Linked DNA regions of Mus musculus: all the other regions are linked to region 3. Evidence: chromatin contacts called from public HiChIP or PLAC-seq, capture Hi-C and promoter capture Hi-C data. All regions are on one chromosome and are shown on one strand. Each heading gives the region's core, a stretch centred on a gene start, on an enhancer-like site or on the middle of the called end of the contact. The rest is flanking DNA. Distances are from core to core; before and after follow the strand shown. Region 1 holds the start of Cds1 (CDP-diacylglycerol synthase 1). Region 2 overlaps Cds1 (CDP-diacylglycerol synthase 1). Region 3 holds the start of Gpat3 (glycerol-3-phosphate acyltransferase 3). Region 4 overlaps Gm42134. Region 5 holds the start of 9430085M18Rik (a long non-coding RNA gene).

Region 1 (2,700 bases), core at 152-2,651, 920 kb after region 3:
TCTGACACAAGCACCAGAACAGCTAAAAGAGAGGCTAACCTCCTTGTTATTCCTTTCACTGATGGGGACATAGGCTTACCTGCTTACTAGAGGCCATGGAGATAATTGGCACCACGGGGGTTAGAACACTGGCTCCTCAACTTCCTGGAAGAAAGTTGAAAGGAACTCTGGTCCTTTCTGCTGGGTAGGATCAACAGCCAGAGCCAACCCATTCCAGCCTCTGTGGTCCCCACCCCTTACTCCCCCACCCCCCACCCCCACGGTCATTTTATCTTTGTATCCAGAAGTACTTTTTCTCTGGCCCTCCAAAACAATGTAGATCAATTGACCTAATTACTAGCAGTCTTCCGTTCCTTATGGAAAACCCACACCACGTCCATCTCATATCTTCCATTAGTTTTAAATGATATTTATCTATTTATATGTGTGGGTGTCAGCGTGGAGATCAGAGGACAGCTTTCTGGAGGCAGTTCTCTATGTCCATCATGTTGGGGATTGAATTCCGGTTATCAGTTTTGGCTGCAAGTGTCTCTCTACCTGAGTCTACTGTTTTTCATTGCATCCTCCTCTGACGTTTGGTTTTGCTGGTTAGTTATGAGGCTTTAAGGACAACATATTACTTATTTTTAGTAATGACCTGATAAATTGTTGATTTATTACAATAAAGGTGCTCCTCTGTCTGGTTTGTGTGAATTACGGATGTGTGTCTTTGGCCTTTAAGGACCAGCTCGCAAATATGTGTGAAAAAACCCCCTAAGCACCTGCTAACAGGATTAGACTAGAGTTAAACCAGATCATGTGTCCATCCTGTTCCACCTTTAGCGTCCCAAGGTCCTTGTCTTTCAGAGAGGTACCCCGCAGCGGCGCCCTAGGGCATCAAAGGCTGTCTGTGGATCCTATGGTAGAAACTCTCTGAGAGACTCAAAACCCCGAGTTTCCCCAGTACAGAACCTGGGTACGATATTGAAACTGTTGGCCAACTCATCCCCAGGCACCAGGGAGGTTAAGCACTGGCTGGAACGCAGAGCCAACGGGTCTGTCCTGCCCAGCAAGTTTCTGCTTGGGGACGCCTGCGACGCTCCGCCACGCTGCGGCGTGTCAAGCAGGGCCGAGTCCCTTGGAGGAGTCAGTTGAACTCCGCCTGACATCCCTGCGCCAAGGAGGACTTCCCGGCGGCGCCCAGGCTCGCCCCCGCGTTCCTCCGTCCCTGGCTCGTCCCTCGTCCTCGGCCGTTCGCGTACCTTTCCGTGCCCCCACCTGCCCAGGGAGCCGGGGCAGGGCCCGAGCATTGACGTCATCGCCCGGGGCGGGGCCTCGGGCACCGCAGTGCAGCGCGGAGGGGCGAGCGGGGCGGGGCCTGCGGCGCGTGACCGCGCTGCGGGAGCTCGGCGGCGGGAAGGTGGGGCGGGCCGGGTGGCGCGGTCGCGAGGCGCGAGGGAGGGCCGTGCTGCTCCTCCGCCCCCTGGGGCCAGTGCGTGGAACGGCGCACCTGGCAACGGCGCCGCGTCCCCGCCCGCGCCGGTCCGCACACCCTGCCGGCGGCCTCGAGCGCTCGCTCGTTGATGCCGTTCTGGGGGTGACCCGGCGCGGCTCCGCGGTGGCGGGGCGCTAGACGACGCCAGCCCAGCGACGCGGGAGCGGGACATGCTGGAGCTGCGGCACCGCGGGGGCTGCCCCGGCCCTGGGGGAGCGGGGGCGCCGCCACCCCGCGAGGGAGAGGCGGCCGGCGGTGACCACGAAACCGAGAGCACCAGCGACAAAGTGAGTGAGTGCGGCGGGGCCGGGCCGCGCCCCTGGAGCGGGCGTGTCGTGGGGGGTCCTGCTCGTCCTCTGTCCCGGGGCGTGCGCGGCCGGGCCGCCGTTCCGGAACCGGACTGCACTCTAGCTTCTTTCCCGGATCTCCTGGTTCTGGGGTCAGGATGGAACCCGTCCCCGCAGGCGCTCTGGCTGTCTAGTGGCTGTCACCTCTCTCGCCTTTCCTTGGTAGGGCGACAAAGTTGGGAGTAAACTTAAGACGGGCACCTTGGGTCCTAGCCTGTCATTGGAGCCTGGCGCAGACCGGCTTCTGGAGCTCCTCCAAGCTGCGCTTTCGTTTCTCTGTTCTTTTTTTCTGGCTGATAGATTTCGGAGGGTTGAGGCTGTCATATATGGGGAACATGTAAGTGCGCCTCAAACCAGGCAGTTGTCCCATCGGTGGATTTCATTTAACCGAACAGGCTAATTCCAGACTTTTAGCACGCCACTCCTCCCCCGCTTTAAAATAGATGAACTTTGCTTCATATTTTAAAATATGCGGATATGTACGGTCACTATTATAATTGAAGCTAGGAAGAGTCAAACGTTTAGGTGTGTTTTCTGATAAACCAGTGCCAGTAAGAACTTAGGAGGAAAAATAATAAAAGTTTTATGGCTGCATGAGCTTGGTAGATTATGAAATTGGGCCAGAGAATAGATTTGCTATACGAGTTTGCTTACAGAATTCCTCTTCGCTTGAGAGACTCAAAACTTTTGAATCATTCTTGGATTTCTGTTTTGTGGAATGTAGTGTGGTGGTATCTGCCGTCATCCCAGCACTTGGGGGTAGGTGTGGAGGCAAGGACTGCCAAGATCATTCTCAGCTTTGTAGTCAGCTCAAGGTTGGCCCGGGGCTCAAACAGACACAAAAGACAGACAACCCAAATGGACTTGCGTTGCCCAAGG
Region 2 (2,700 bases), core at 196-2,695, 980 kb after region 3:
TACTAGCAGCCAGGGGGTGGGGGTGCAGTCCTTCTGGGCATTCTCCAGCTCTTTGCAGCCCAGATGAGTTGCATACTGCAGGGCTGCAGCAGGAGTCTTGGGAGAGAGGGGTGATGGGCGGGGACATAGCTGTTCCCTGGCTCCTTTTCCTTGAGTGGACTGCTGTAGCAGATGAGCTGGGAGGTCAGGGCTTGGCCTGCTTCTTGGTCTCCCAAGGACTTTGAAGAACACCCTGGCACCTGTGGTCATCCCAGGTAGGACTTTGGTGGAGGACTTTTGCGCTTTGTCTCTCAGGTGACCGATCATGGTTCCCTAAGGGTATTTCTTCAGCAAAGTACCTTACATGGTCTGCAAGTCTCTCTGAAGCTACAAGTTTAAGTTTTTTCACATGTCTCCTATGGTTGGCCCTGTGTCCGCTGCTCTGAAGGTTTGTTGTCTATTGAGAGAATGTCTGTGGACCTCAGCTCTGCTTCCTCCGTGCAGCTCAAGGTGCAGTGAGTGGCTCTGGCCCTTTGCTCCCCTCTCTTGAGCACTGGACACGCCCAGCTGGAGCTTGTGAAGAGCTGTCTCACTTCTGTAAAGGTGGCTGCTCAGCGCTTAAAGCTGGGTTTTTGGGAGGGAGTGTGTGCTCACTGTGCAAACGGTGTGTGTGAACGGTGTGTGTGAACAGTGTGTGAACGGGTCTTCTCTGCTTCATCACCAGGGGTCCGAATCCCAGCAAAGTGCTCCAGCAGCTGTTAGTGCTTCAACCAGAACAGCAGTTAAATATCTACAGAACCCTGAAGATTCATCTCACCGAGAAAGGGATCCTGCAGCCCACCTTGAAGGTGTAGCTGCCCTTGAGGACGACGGGCTGCTGAGGAGGAGCTCACAGACCAGCTCTGACTGGAGCCGTGCACTGAGCCAGCCTGGGGCTAAAACTCAGTAGATGCAGGCTTTGCAGATACAAAGGTTTCTTTTTCTGAATTTACAATTACTGTGAATATTTAACAAACACGTGGTCTAAGGTGAGTGCAGCAGTCGCCCACCCGTGAAAGATCCTGTACTTTTCTAAAATGTATTTTCCAATGTTAAGTTCTCTGCCCTCACTGGCCAGGTTCCATGATTTAGGTAGACTTGCGTTTTAAAGAGTCAAACACTATCAACTGAGGCCCTCGTAGGGTGTTGACCTTTGCCCTGGTGCTGCCCTGGCGTAGCCATAGCTGAATGCACTGGAGGCACCTTGGGAATCGAGGTCTCGGGGTTTCCTCCTCTAATGATCTCAAGCATTTCTGAAGGGCTGAGTTAGATTAAAAAGAAAGAAAAAGAGCGATTGTCCACTTTTCTCTCTCTTCTTTTTGTTTGTTTGTTCATGGTACTGGGCTAGAACCCAGGGTCCGGTCCACACCAGGCAGGTGCCCCACTCTTGGGCTCCGCCTTGGCTGGGCCGCCTACTTTCAGAGTAGCAGTCATCTGCCAAGTGTTAACGCCCTGGTGTTAAGGAGTTTCAAAATCAGAAGCTAGAGGCTGGTGCTTAGACCACTGTTGATTTGTTGAAAAAGAAGTTATCAGAATCCATTTCTGATGCAAAAGAGACTCAGAGTGGGTCCTGCATGGCGAGCCCAGCACGAGGCTCCTCCACCAGAAATACCTCACCAGGGATGGTAGGGATGAGTGGTGTGTGGTGGTGGCTGGGGAGCCACCTGGAAAGGAGAGTTTTCCCTAAAGACCCAGCTCCAGGCCAGCCCCCTGCTGGTAATTAACCTCTGTCACCTTGCACTTCCTGAACCCAAGAATAAAAGTACAGCAGAAACAGCAGCCATGAAGCAGGAAAGCCTACAAATGCCACACCTTGCCCCTGTGCAGGTGGGGCCGGACCCTGTGAGTGGACTAGGGGATCTCCTGTTGCTGTGTGTGCTCTGCAGCCATACTTAACCAAATGTCGCGGTCACCCGCAGAGACGACCTGGAGGGGGAGAAATGGAGATGCTGCAGAGGATAGTTTGGTAATGAAAAGAGTAAATATTTTGTTTAAGTTAGAAATCACCCATATTTCCTTCCCACTGTGGATGCGCTAGGGTTCTGAGGAGGAGCCCACAGGCATCAGTAGCAGTCCTGAGAACACCATTGTTGGCCCCCAGGTGACTGGTGACCCTGCGCTGGATTCAGCCCACGCCCTCTGCATACAAGCCAGGGGAGCGCTGTCACCTTAGGAGATCCCCTCTCAGTGGCTGATGTCAGTGTCCCCTGCTTTTGTGTGTCCCCCCGCCCCGCCCCAGATGTTGACCATAAATGAGTTGCAGGCACAAAAGAAATGGAGGGAAGCCTTGTGGTAGGAGCATGTCCAGGAACAGGCTGTCTGCAGAGGTAAAGGATGGTTGAGGACATGGTGGCTTCTCCTTACCCACCATGCTCTCATGGCTTGCGAGGCAGAATTATGGAAGCATTACTTAATACACGTATTAAAAATCAATATTCTAAACACAAAGGATGAAACTAGGACTATCTGGGGTTACAATAAAAGCTCTTCTCAATTAGATCTTTTAGAGCTGGGTGTACATTATGCCATATAAAAACAAGCGAGTTCTTTAACAACAACACTCTAGTAATGAACATTTTAGCCTACTTTTTATAGCGTGTACATTAAAGTGGACTATAGCAAACAACCACCGTGAGAGCGACTGTGACCAGCGTTCCATTTGCACTGGAACAGGCGTCATCC
Region 3 (2,700 bases), core at 14-2,513:
ATTGACGGGTCATCCTAGCTGACTGGCATCAGGCAACTTTGTTGATGAGCCACCTCAATGACCCCAGAAGCTGTTTTGAGAGTAAGCTCCGTTTCCTTCATAACTTCATTGTCCTCCCCTTCCCCCTTCTTAGTGGGAAAAGTGTCTTACACCTACCTGGCAGGAGGCTCAGAGAACAAACTTGTACAGTCTTTAAGGCCGGCTTCCTTCTTCCTCCACCCCTTCTGGAGGTGAGGGCAGCTTTCTCTGCAATATTTGCTGTAAATACTTTCAGTTCATTTTGCTAGCTCTCTCACTTTTTCCAGCTCCCAAACTGACTCCCGACTGTCAACAGTAAGAGTTTGGTCCTTCTAAGAATTGAGGGCCGACTCGGTGATGGTTTGGATCCTAGTCAGTCGCTTTGCAAACTGCTGCTCTCAATATCTTTTCTCACGCTTATTGTTAAAACTGGTTGTCCTGCAGTGGAATACGCGTGCAGGATTTTCCCTTCTTCGTTCTAGTAAGGCCGTTCATCACAGCGGCGTGGGACGTGGACCCCTGAGAAACTCTTAGCCAGTTAGGTGAAGGTTAGTATTTGCGCAGCGTTTTCTGCAGTCGGTGTAGGCGGATGCTAGGGAAGCTTAGACTGGAATCTCCTCCAGGGAGGGGAGTGACAAACAGCCTCTAGGGTGTCCTGTCCTCCCCTCCCCCTCGCCCGCTCACCGGTCCGCCTGCCCTTTTAAAGCAAGGTCTATAAAGGATCTACCTATTTAGTCTTAAGCTGACTGTTGGAACTCAAAACAGCCCAGACCCATCTCCTCGGAATTCTCCAGTCGCAGATTCCCGAGCGTAAGTGCTGGAATTCCAGTCTTCTGCGACACAACCGCTTGGAATTTCTGGGTCTATTTTGTGGCTAGAGAGGTGGTGGCAGAGTGGCTAAGGCGACTTGTGGAGAGAGAGAAAGCGGGCGAGCTTTCTTTCCCTGACTGCAGCTAGGAAGGAGGTAAGAGAGAGCCACGAGCCACGGTGCGCGACTGCCTCACCCTTGTTCAGTAGTTTCCTCCTCCCGAAAGCCCTTCCCAGGAGGTCGTGTTGCAGGCTCACAAACAAGATCTTCCGCAGCGATCGGGGACGTCAGCGGTCCGTTCTGTGGGTGAAGATGGAAAGTCTGCTACCGAAAGAACCTTTGCTGGGAGTGCGGGGGGGCGGGGCGGAGGGCGGCGGCTCTCTAGGCAGCAGCGCCCGGGAGACGCGGTCATGCCCCGGAGCTCCCTGTTGGGTGGCGATGGGGGTGGGGCAAGGGTAGAGTGTAGAAAAAGGGAGCCCGGCGCCCGAAAGCCACTGGCTACCCGCATAGCCCGCAGCCCACGCCGAGGTGCAGGGAACCTGCGGGGATCCTCGCTGCCGGAGGGCCTCGGTGAGTCACCGCGGGGTTGTCGCAATCGTTACCCGGAGGAAATCAGGCCCGGGGTGGGGCGCGTTCCTGGCTGCCTCCATGCACTCTGACTGCACTAGGGTGTCCCGTAGGTCACCCAGCTGGGTCTTCTCGCCAGAGACACTCAGGTCTGAGCCGGCTGCCGTGGCTACAGCTTGGCCTGGGCCTCCAGTAGAGAGTGAGCTTGCGGGGCCAACCGGGACCCAAGGGGAGGAAGCAAGGAGATCGCAGTAGTTCTGAGAGTTCTCGCCTTCCCTTTCCTCTTCGCTCCGCAGAGCTGAAGGGAACGAGGCGGGCGGCAAAGACTCCTCAGAGCCCGGCTCCGGGCTGGACGCTGTGTTTTCCGAACTGCGGCTGGACTGCCTGGGACTCTGACACCTACCGCTCTCGGCTTTCCTGGGGACCTCTTCCTGAGGGCGTGCTGAGACATGGAGGGCGCAGACCTGGCGGTGAAGCTCCTGTCCACCTGGCTGACGCTGGTGGGCGGCCTCATCCTTTTACCCTCGGCCTTCGGATTATCCCTGGGTATCTCGGAGATCTACATGAAGATCCTGGTGAAAACCTTGGAGGTGAGTGCAGGAAAGGATGTGGAGCTCCCGCTGCTCTGAGGACTTCGGATCTTGGAGTGGCAGGGGTTGAGCTTTGAACTGTGAAAGCAATTTGGGCAAGGGGGTCAGTCAGTGGTGGGAGGTCGGGGTGGAGATGGAACGGGGACCCGAGAGAATATTTCAGTTTCTGGTCTGCTGTAGTGAGAAAGACAGCCTGATACCAGTCAAGAACAGTAGCCCACCTCACAAGAATCCCTCTATCTGTATTTCTTCTTCACTACTATTTTTTTTTTTTTTTTTTTTTTTTTCTTACTAGATTAACCCCAGGACAGCCGTTTGCTGTATCAGCAGGTTTATTACCCACTATGCCTCTCGGGCTGTCACTTCACTCTTGAGTTTTTACAGCCCCAGGTTTCAGAGGTCCTTTTGTGACTACAGAGGCATCCTGTTCCACTTGGTGCCCAATATAAGACACCAAATGGCTGGGTGGCAGAGAAGAATCTGATTTTTTTTTTTTTTTTTTTTTTTTTTTTTTTTTTTTTTGGTTTTTCTGGACAGGGTTTCTCTGTGTAGCCCTGGTTGTCCTGGAACTCACTCTGTAGACCAGGCTGGTCTCGAACTCAGAAATCTGCCTGCCTCTCTGCCTCCCGAGCCTCCCGAGTGCCCGGCTGAAGAATCAGATTTTATTTTAATGTAGTCACGGGGATTTTTATCTAATCAGGTGCACTGGAATACTAT
Region 4 (2,700 bases), core at 199-2,698, 900 kb after region 3:
AATGTTTGCAAAGTTCATTTCTGTAAGGTATATGATGTTGGACATGAACATCCTTTCAATACCAGCACTCACTGGGGGCTGAGATAGGAGGATTGCAAGTTGGAGACCAAACCTACTGAGAGCCTGTCTTAGGACCGGCCCTGCAATGCTCATAGATTTGAATGCTTGGTCATTAGGGAATGGTACTATATAAGGGAAAATAGGAGGTGTGGCCTTGTCGGAGTGGGTGTGGCCTTGTCGGAGGAAGTGTGTCACTGGGGGTGTTGTTGAAGTTTCAAGGGCCCAAGACAGGCCCAGTGGCTCTCTTTCCTTCCTGCTGCCTGCCAATCTGGATGCAGAGCTCTCAGCTCTTCTAGCACCACGTCCGTCTGCATGTCACCTTGCTCCCCGCCATGACAATGGACTAAATCTCTGAAAACAGTTCTTTTCAGTTCCCTCGCTCTTGACAAACACATTTATTCCCCAGTAGATACTGAGCTCAAAGTTTTGGTTTGCTTCACTGACACTGTTGTGAAAAACGACTCTCCTCCCCTCTCTGGGGCCCGTTAGCGGAGCCTGAGACTTCGGGGCCACGCCCCATTGCCCAGATCCACAAACTGAATTCCGTAGTCTCATATTTCCCCTTGACACAAAGAACAGCTCTTACCTAAAAGGGAACAAGAGATATTTTATTCTCGAACCAAATGCGAGTGACCACAACTCGGGAACACAGATTCAGGTTACCCCAAGTTCAGAATTTCAATGAAGTCGCAATTTTATGAACTTTTTATAGTAAGACTCCAGAGAGAAGTCACAAATCAAGCCACTTTTCCCATATGTTAATGGATACGTCAGGTAGGTAAGTTAGCGCAAGAGCTCTGCTACAGGCCTGGGCTGCCATCTGACTCACTGTTAGCCCTCTGACTGGTGGAAAACTAGGGCTGTGTTTAGTGAATACATTCCAGAAGAGCTTAGGGGTTCCTTTCTGTTGTGATGTTAGATCTGACACAGAGCTGGGCAAGGAAATAATTATTTAATAAGACAAAGAGAGTCCAAGATAAGTTTTAACTGCACTCTCTGCCTGCAATATTCCATCTTCTTCCCACCGCTGAAGCTCTAAATTAGTTCATCAGCTCTGTGGGTAGGGCTTTTCCTCAGGAGTTCTCCTCCACGTTCCTGACCACTGCGCACGTGAGGACAGACACGATTCAGATGTACAGCTCTGTAGTAGGCTGTTGCTCCCACTGCCTGCCCTATGTCTCTAAGCCAAGGGGAAACCCATTATTTCAGGCACATAGGGCAAAACCCTGCGTGTTGTGCTCAACCTGGTTTGTTCTGCTGCACCCTAACACACACACACACACACACACACACACACACACACACTAAAGTAATAGTTGTACAAGAGTAAATATCCCTAGAACCATTTTAGAGTTACCGGTTATTCAATTATGATTCATTTAAATTATAGTCATAAGATAGCTCTTACAATGTAAAAGAGATGAAGCAAGATTGGACGGGGCAGGGTGTGCAGCTCGGTAGCAGAATGATTGCCTACTGTGCACATAGCCTTGGATTTGAGTCTCAGAACCACAAAAAAAAAAAAAAAATCCAATAGTAAGAACAACAGTACTTAGTACTGTAAAAATAAATATTGAATTGTTCCCTTGAGTAAGCTACTGTGCTCAGGAACAGGCCTGGAGCCAACAGATAGTGTCACAATCCTAGCTAATTCTTATGAAAGTCCTGTAGATTTCGTACTGCATCTGGAATGAAATTCCCTTAGCTGGCTTGTTGTAGATGTTCTAACTGCCGTATGTTTGGGCAGCACAGGGGTTGGGTCTAGGACCTTGCCCAAGCAAGGCAAAAGCTCTACCTTTGTATGTGTCTAATTGCCATTATAACTCCTCCAAGCACATTAGATCATCAAAACACCTGGCGTTTCTGATGGAAGATAACGTATAGCTAATGCTCACACATTCCTTCATAGAAGCAACTCCTCTAACTTTTCTCCTTCTCAACATTTCTCTTATACCTGTTGTTTGCAGTGGTTTCCAAGTGAATATTCCAGTTCTTAAAACCAGTAAGTCCAGGTTCCTGTCACCACTTGCTTCATAGGCAGCAAAGTTCCCTACGACTTGCCATATGCGGATATCGACGCATGGAGCAGAGCAGACAGGCCGAGGTACAGCTGCAGATGCTATTCCTTGCTGATTCTTGTCTGAGCTTGTTCAAGTGACTCTCCGTGCCCTTATCCAGAAAATCAACAGGAAAATCTGTAAGTCTGTGGATTAAAGACACTGTATACGAAGTACTACTTGATGCCTTGCAGGTACCTCTCCAGATGCCTAGATACTCTTGCCAGTCTTCCATTAGTCCTGTCTCCCCTCCTGTAGTCCCTTCTCCAGCCATGGTGCCACCAGACAGTAGGCTGCCCAAGTAAACACCACGTCACTGTTCTTTTGATTATTATTATTATTGTACATTTTATTTACATTTCAAATGTTTTCCCCTTTTCTGATTTCCCCTCCCCAGAAACCCCTATCCCATGTACCCTCCCCCAGCTTCTATGAGGGTGATCCCACCCACCCACCTACTTCCATCTCCCCACCCTCGCATTCCTCTACTCTAGGGCATCAAGCCTTCACAGGACCAAGGGCCTCCCCTCCTATTAATATCCAACAAGACCATCCTCCACTACATATGCGGCTGGAGCCATGG
Region 5 (2,700 bases), core at 72-2,571, 860 kb after region 3:
CCCTCCTTTCTCTCTTTCTCCCTCTCCCCTCTCCTCCCTTCTTTCTCTCTCTCCTTTCCTTCCCTCCTTCCTATGTGTGGATAGACAGTGATGATCAGCAGCCCTCCTTCTCTCTCTCTCTCTCTCTCTCTCTCTCTCTCTCTCTCTCTCTCTCCTTTCCTGCCCTCCTTCCTGTGTGTGGATAGACAGTGATGATCAGCAGCCCTCCTTCTTTGTCCTCTTGGACTCCCCTCTGGAGTCATAAGGCACAGCAACGCTCTCCTCCTAAATTTGCCTTTGGTCCAGATATTGATCACACTGACAGAAAAGGGATATTAGTCCAGGATCTCTCCAGCAGGAGACTGCTAGGGGCACATTAGTAAAAACAAGAGTGTTGGCATTCACAAGGAAGGTTCCACAGTTTTATCACAGAGAGACTGGATCACGTGAAGTACACCGATGGATTCTAACCCAGAGAGAACTTTTGATCAAGACTGGTGTTTTCTTCCCTCCTCTTGCATCATAGCTTCAAGGGAAGCAACCGTAATCAAAATCCCACAGGGAGAAGCTAGGTTAGTTCTTGATCTGCTGAGCTCAGGTAACTCAGCCAAGGAGCAGATGGTTCTGGTATGACTCCAGGTGCAGGCTTCAGAAGAGTCTCACGTGAGACATGTCCCTCCTCATAATGCGGGCTGACCACAAGGACAAGCAGAAAAGCCAGACGACGAATGCCCTGACTCATTGAAAGAGGGGACAGTAATCTTCGACACAACCAAATCAGGGTCAGAGACGAAGTTCAACGGCAGAGCACGTGCCTAAATCACACAAGGTTTAGTGAGGATTCAAGCCCAGCCATACAAAAGCATAAATAAAACCAAAAAGCTGTCCAAATCATAAAAGATAAAGGCCATGGAAATACAAATTAAAGGTATAAGCATTTGACAACTTAATGCAATACACATTTCTCTCCCGATTCTGTCCAGGAAGGATAAAATGGCCGAAAGTTCATTTTTTAGGAGAATGGACAAAACTGAAATCTGAATGAGCAATTTCAGAGTATGGCACAGTGTAAATTTATTGGGCTAGATTACCGGTAAGAGAGGGAGAGGGAGGGGGAGGGGGAGGGGGAGGGGGAGGGGGAGGGGGAGGGAGAGGGGAGGGGGAGGGGGAGGGGAGGGGGAGAGTGAGAGAGAGAGCGAGAGAGAGAGAGAGAGAGAGAGAGAGAGAGAGAGAGAGAGAGAGAGAGAGAGAGAGAGAGAGAGAAACATACACTAAAGTACACAGGGGCAAAAAGAGAGGTATTTTCCTTTAAAAGGCTCAGAAAGAGCGTGCGTGGGCGTGAGCGCATGCGTGCATGGGGTCTGAGGAGCTGATGAGTCAGCAGTGGCGGTGGCGTGGAAGCCATGACCGCCACTAAACACTGCACCTGAACTGGCTGAGGTGGTAGCTGTTAAAGTCTGAAAGAAAATATAACTGTAAGCAGGTCACAGAAATACAGGGCGAACAAATAGTAAAGCGACAGGATAAAGCGGAGGTGTGAGTCCATCTGTCGTCACCGCAACAAAATACCCGAGGAAATGTGGAAAACCTTGTGCTGTCTCCTGCTTCAGAGGCACCAGCCCTAGGTCACGCTCAGCCTGGGCCTGTGGTGAGATCCACCTCACAGCAGAAGTTTGTGTTGCTCTCTCACACTAACGGTTTGAGAATTTGATCCCTTCTGCTACCTAGAAGCTGGTTGCCCCTGAGGTCCCTCCTTCCTCTAGCATACCACTCCTCAGAATGTCCAGAGATGACGCTGCAAGGACCCGTCTGTGACGAACTAGGGCACTGAGGAGAGCGTTCTCCAGGTTCCTTCCTCTTCCTGCGTTGCCATTGTTACCGTGTGACATTCCAGGGTAGGAGAGGTGTGTTCCTGGGGGATGGGTGGGAGGGTGCGCGTGTGCATATGTGTGTGTGTGTACATGTGTATAAATACTACTGCAATCCTTGGTCAGGGCCCTGACACTGGGTATTCCAACATATTGGGTCCAGCCACTCACCTCCAAACCCAGAGAAAGTAGGTGTGAAAACCAGGAAAGGACATTTAGTCAGTAAAACCACAGCAGGAAGGAAGGGCAGCTGCTCCTGTCAGTGCTGTTCAGCGGGGCAGTCAAGAGCCCCCGAATTATCCAGGCAAGGAAAATTATCCAGGAATCAGAGGAAACACATGCCATTGGTCAGTCTTGGTTACACTCTGGTCTGGCTGATCCTTGTCTAGGGATTAGTAAAAGCACAGTAAGGAAGTTGCAGTTGCCTGGACACACTGTCAACTCTTGTACAAGGTGTTTGTCTATCCACCTAGAATTCTAGGTGACTGAAGGGGAAAATGTTTCAGAACAAGAGAGTCACAGTATATGGCCACGTCTGCTTCTGCCCTCTGCAATGCACCAGGCACCTACAGGCCCAAGTGAGTGCAGGCGCTTTTAGCCACAGCAGACTCTAGATCTTGCTTCCAAAAGGAGAGACAGGTGAAGGGAAGATGGATGGTAGTTTTGGAGTGTCTGTGGTTTTCAAGTGACAGGCTAGCTATGTAGCCCAGACTAGCTACAATCTCATGATCCTCCTGCTTCAGCCTCCTGAGTGCTGGGATGGCAGGCAACAGTGTGGGTGTTGTTTGTTGTTGTTGTTTAAGATTTATTTATTTAGTTAATGTATATAAGTACTCTATCTTCATGTACACCT

The links. Promoter capture Hi-C pulls out the DNA fragments that hold promoters and counts their contacts. HiChIP or PLAC-seq counts read pairs in DNA pulled down with a chosen protein or histone mark. Capture Hi-C pulls out chosen DNA fragments and counts their contacts.
Region 1: a contact with region 3 is called in a capture Hi-C map of embryonic stem cells, with 4 times the contacts expected there. The contact joins the promoter of Cds1 here to the promoter of Gpat3 in region 3. A contact is called at or near these places in 11 of 39 promoter capture datasets (the 3T3-L1 cell line, 3T3-L1-derived adipocytes, the HPC-7 cell line and 7 more), 1 of 484 Hi-C or Micro-C datasets (embryonic stem cells), 5 of 115 datasets of contacts at active chromatin or transcription factors (SST interneurons, embryonic hindbrain, embryonic midbrain and 2 more) and 2 of 9 other capture datasets (adipose tissue and embryonic stem cells).
Region 2: a promoter capture Hi-C map of embryonic stem cells shows a contact between it and region 3, with 4 times the contacts expected there. The contact joins the enhancer-like site here to the promoter of Gpat3 in region 3. A contact is called at or near these places in 5 of 39 promoter capture datasets (the 3T3-L1 cell line, embryonic stem cells and hippocampal neurons) and 4 of 115 datasets of contacts at active chromatin or transcription factors (craniofacial prominence, embryonic stem cells and large pre-B cells).
Region 4: a promoter capture Hi-C map of embryonic stem cells shows a contact between it and region 3, with 6 times the contacts expected there. The contact joins the enhancer-like site here to the promoter of Gpat3 in region 3. A contact is called at or near these places in 11 of 39 promoter capture datasets (the 3T3-L1 cell line, 3T3-L1-derived adipocytes, the HPC-7 cell line and 7 more) and 5 of 115 datasets of contacts at active chromatin or transcription factors (embryonic forebrain, embryonic midbrain, embryonic stem cells and 1 more).
Region 5: an H3K27ac HiChIP or PLAC-seq map of embryonic stem cells shows a contact between it and region 3, with 7 times the contacts expected there. The contact joins the promoter of 9430085M18Rik here to the promoter of Gpat3 in region 3. A contact is called at or near these places in 14 of 39 promoter capture datasets (the 3T3-L1 cell line, cranial neural crest, embryonic stem cells and 6 more), 2 of 484 Hi-C or Micro-C datasets (the AML12 cell line and cortical neurons), 8 of 115 datasets of contacts at active chromatin or transcription factors (craniofacial prominence, embryonic forebrain, embryonic stem cells and 4 more) and 2 of 9 other capture datasets (embryonic stem cells and pancreatic islet).

The regions. Positions count from the first base shown.
Region 1 is chr5:101,763,729-101,766,428 of GRCm38.p6, forward strand. Cds1 (CDP-diacylglycerol synthase 1) reads left to right here and starts at 1,402. Exons shown (of 13, transcript NM_173370.3): 1 at 1,402-1,761. The coding sequence starts at 1,645. It overlaps Gm42134, which reads right to left and starts at 1,535. Exons shown (of 6, transcript XR_880489.2): 1 at 1,242-1,535; 2 at 80-144.
Region 2 is chr5:101,820,731-101,823,430 of GRCm38.p6, forward strand. Cds1 (CDP-diacylglycerol synthase 1) reads left to right here. Exons shown (of 13, transcript NM_173370.3): 13 at 704-2,700. The coding sequence ends at 833. Among named protein-coding and RNA genes, the nearest start is that of Gm20548, 4.1 kb to the right of the region's middle. Within about 2 kb of position 1,446, at least 11 of the 459 cell types and tissues checked have an H3K27ac peak or open chromatin away from gene starts, as enhancers often do. A contact at or near this core is called in embryonic stem cells, where this site is marked.
Region 3 is chr5:100,844,966-100,847,665 of GRCm38.p6, forward strand. It overlaps Gpat3 (glycerol-3-phosphate acyltransferase 3), which reads left to right and starts at 1,264. Exons shown (of 13, transcript NM_172715.3): 1 at 1,264-1,396; 2 at 1,690-1,983. The coding sequence starts at 1,843. It overlaps Gm46917 (a long non-coding RNA gene), which reads left to right and starts at 2,594. Exons shown (of 2, transcript XR_001784903.1): 1 at 2,594-2,700. It also overlaps a transcript of Abraxas1 not described here.
Region 4 is chr5:101,740,498-101,743,197 of GRCm38.p6, forward strand. It overlaps Gm42134, which reads right to left. Exons shown (of 6, transcript XR_880489.2): 3 at 2,015-2,229. The region is part of intron 2 of 9430085M18Rik (a long non-coding RNA gene); the gene reads left to right. Among named protein-coding and RNA genes, the nearest start is that of Cds1, 23 kb to the right of the region's middle. Within about 2 kb of position 1,449, at least 17 of the 459 cell types and tissues checked have an H3K27ac peak or open chromatin away from gene starts, as enhancers often do. A contact at or near this core is called in embryonic stem cells, where this site is marked.
Region 5 is chr5:101,702,228-101,704,927 of GRCm38.p6, forward strand. It overlaps 9430085M18Rik (a long non-coding RNA gene), which reads left to right and starts at 1,322. Exons shown (of 3, transcript XR_001785073.2): 1 at 1,322-1,883.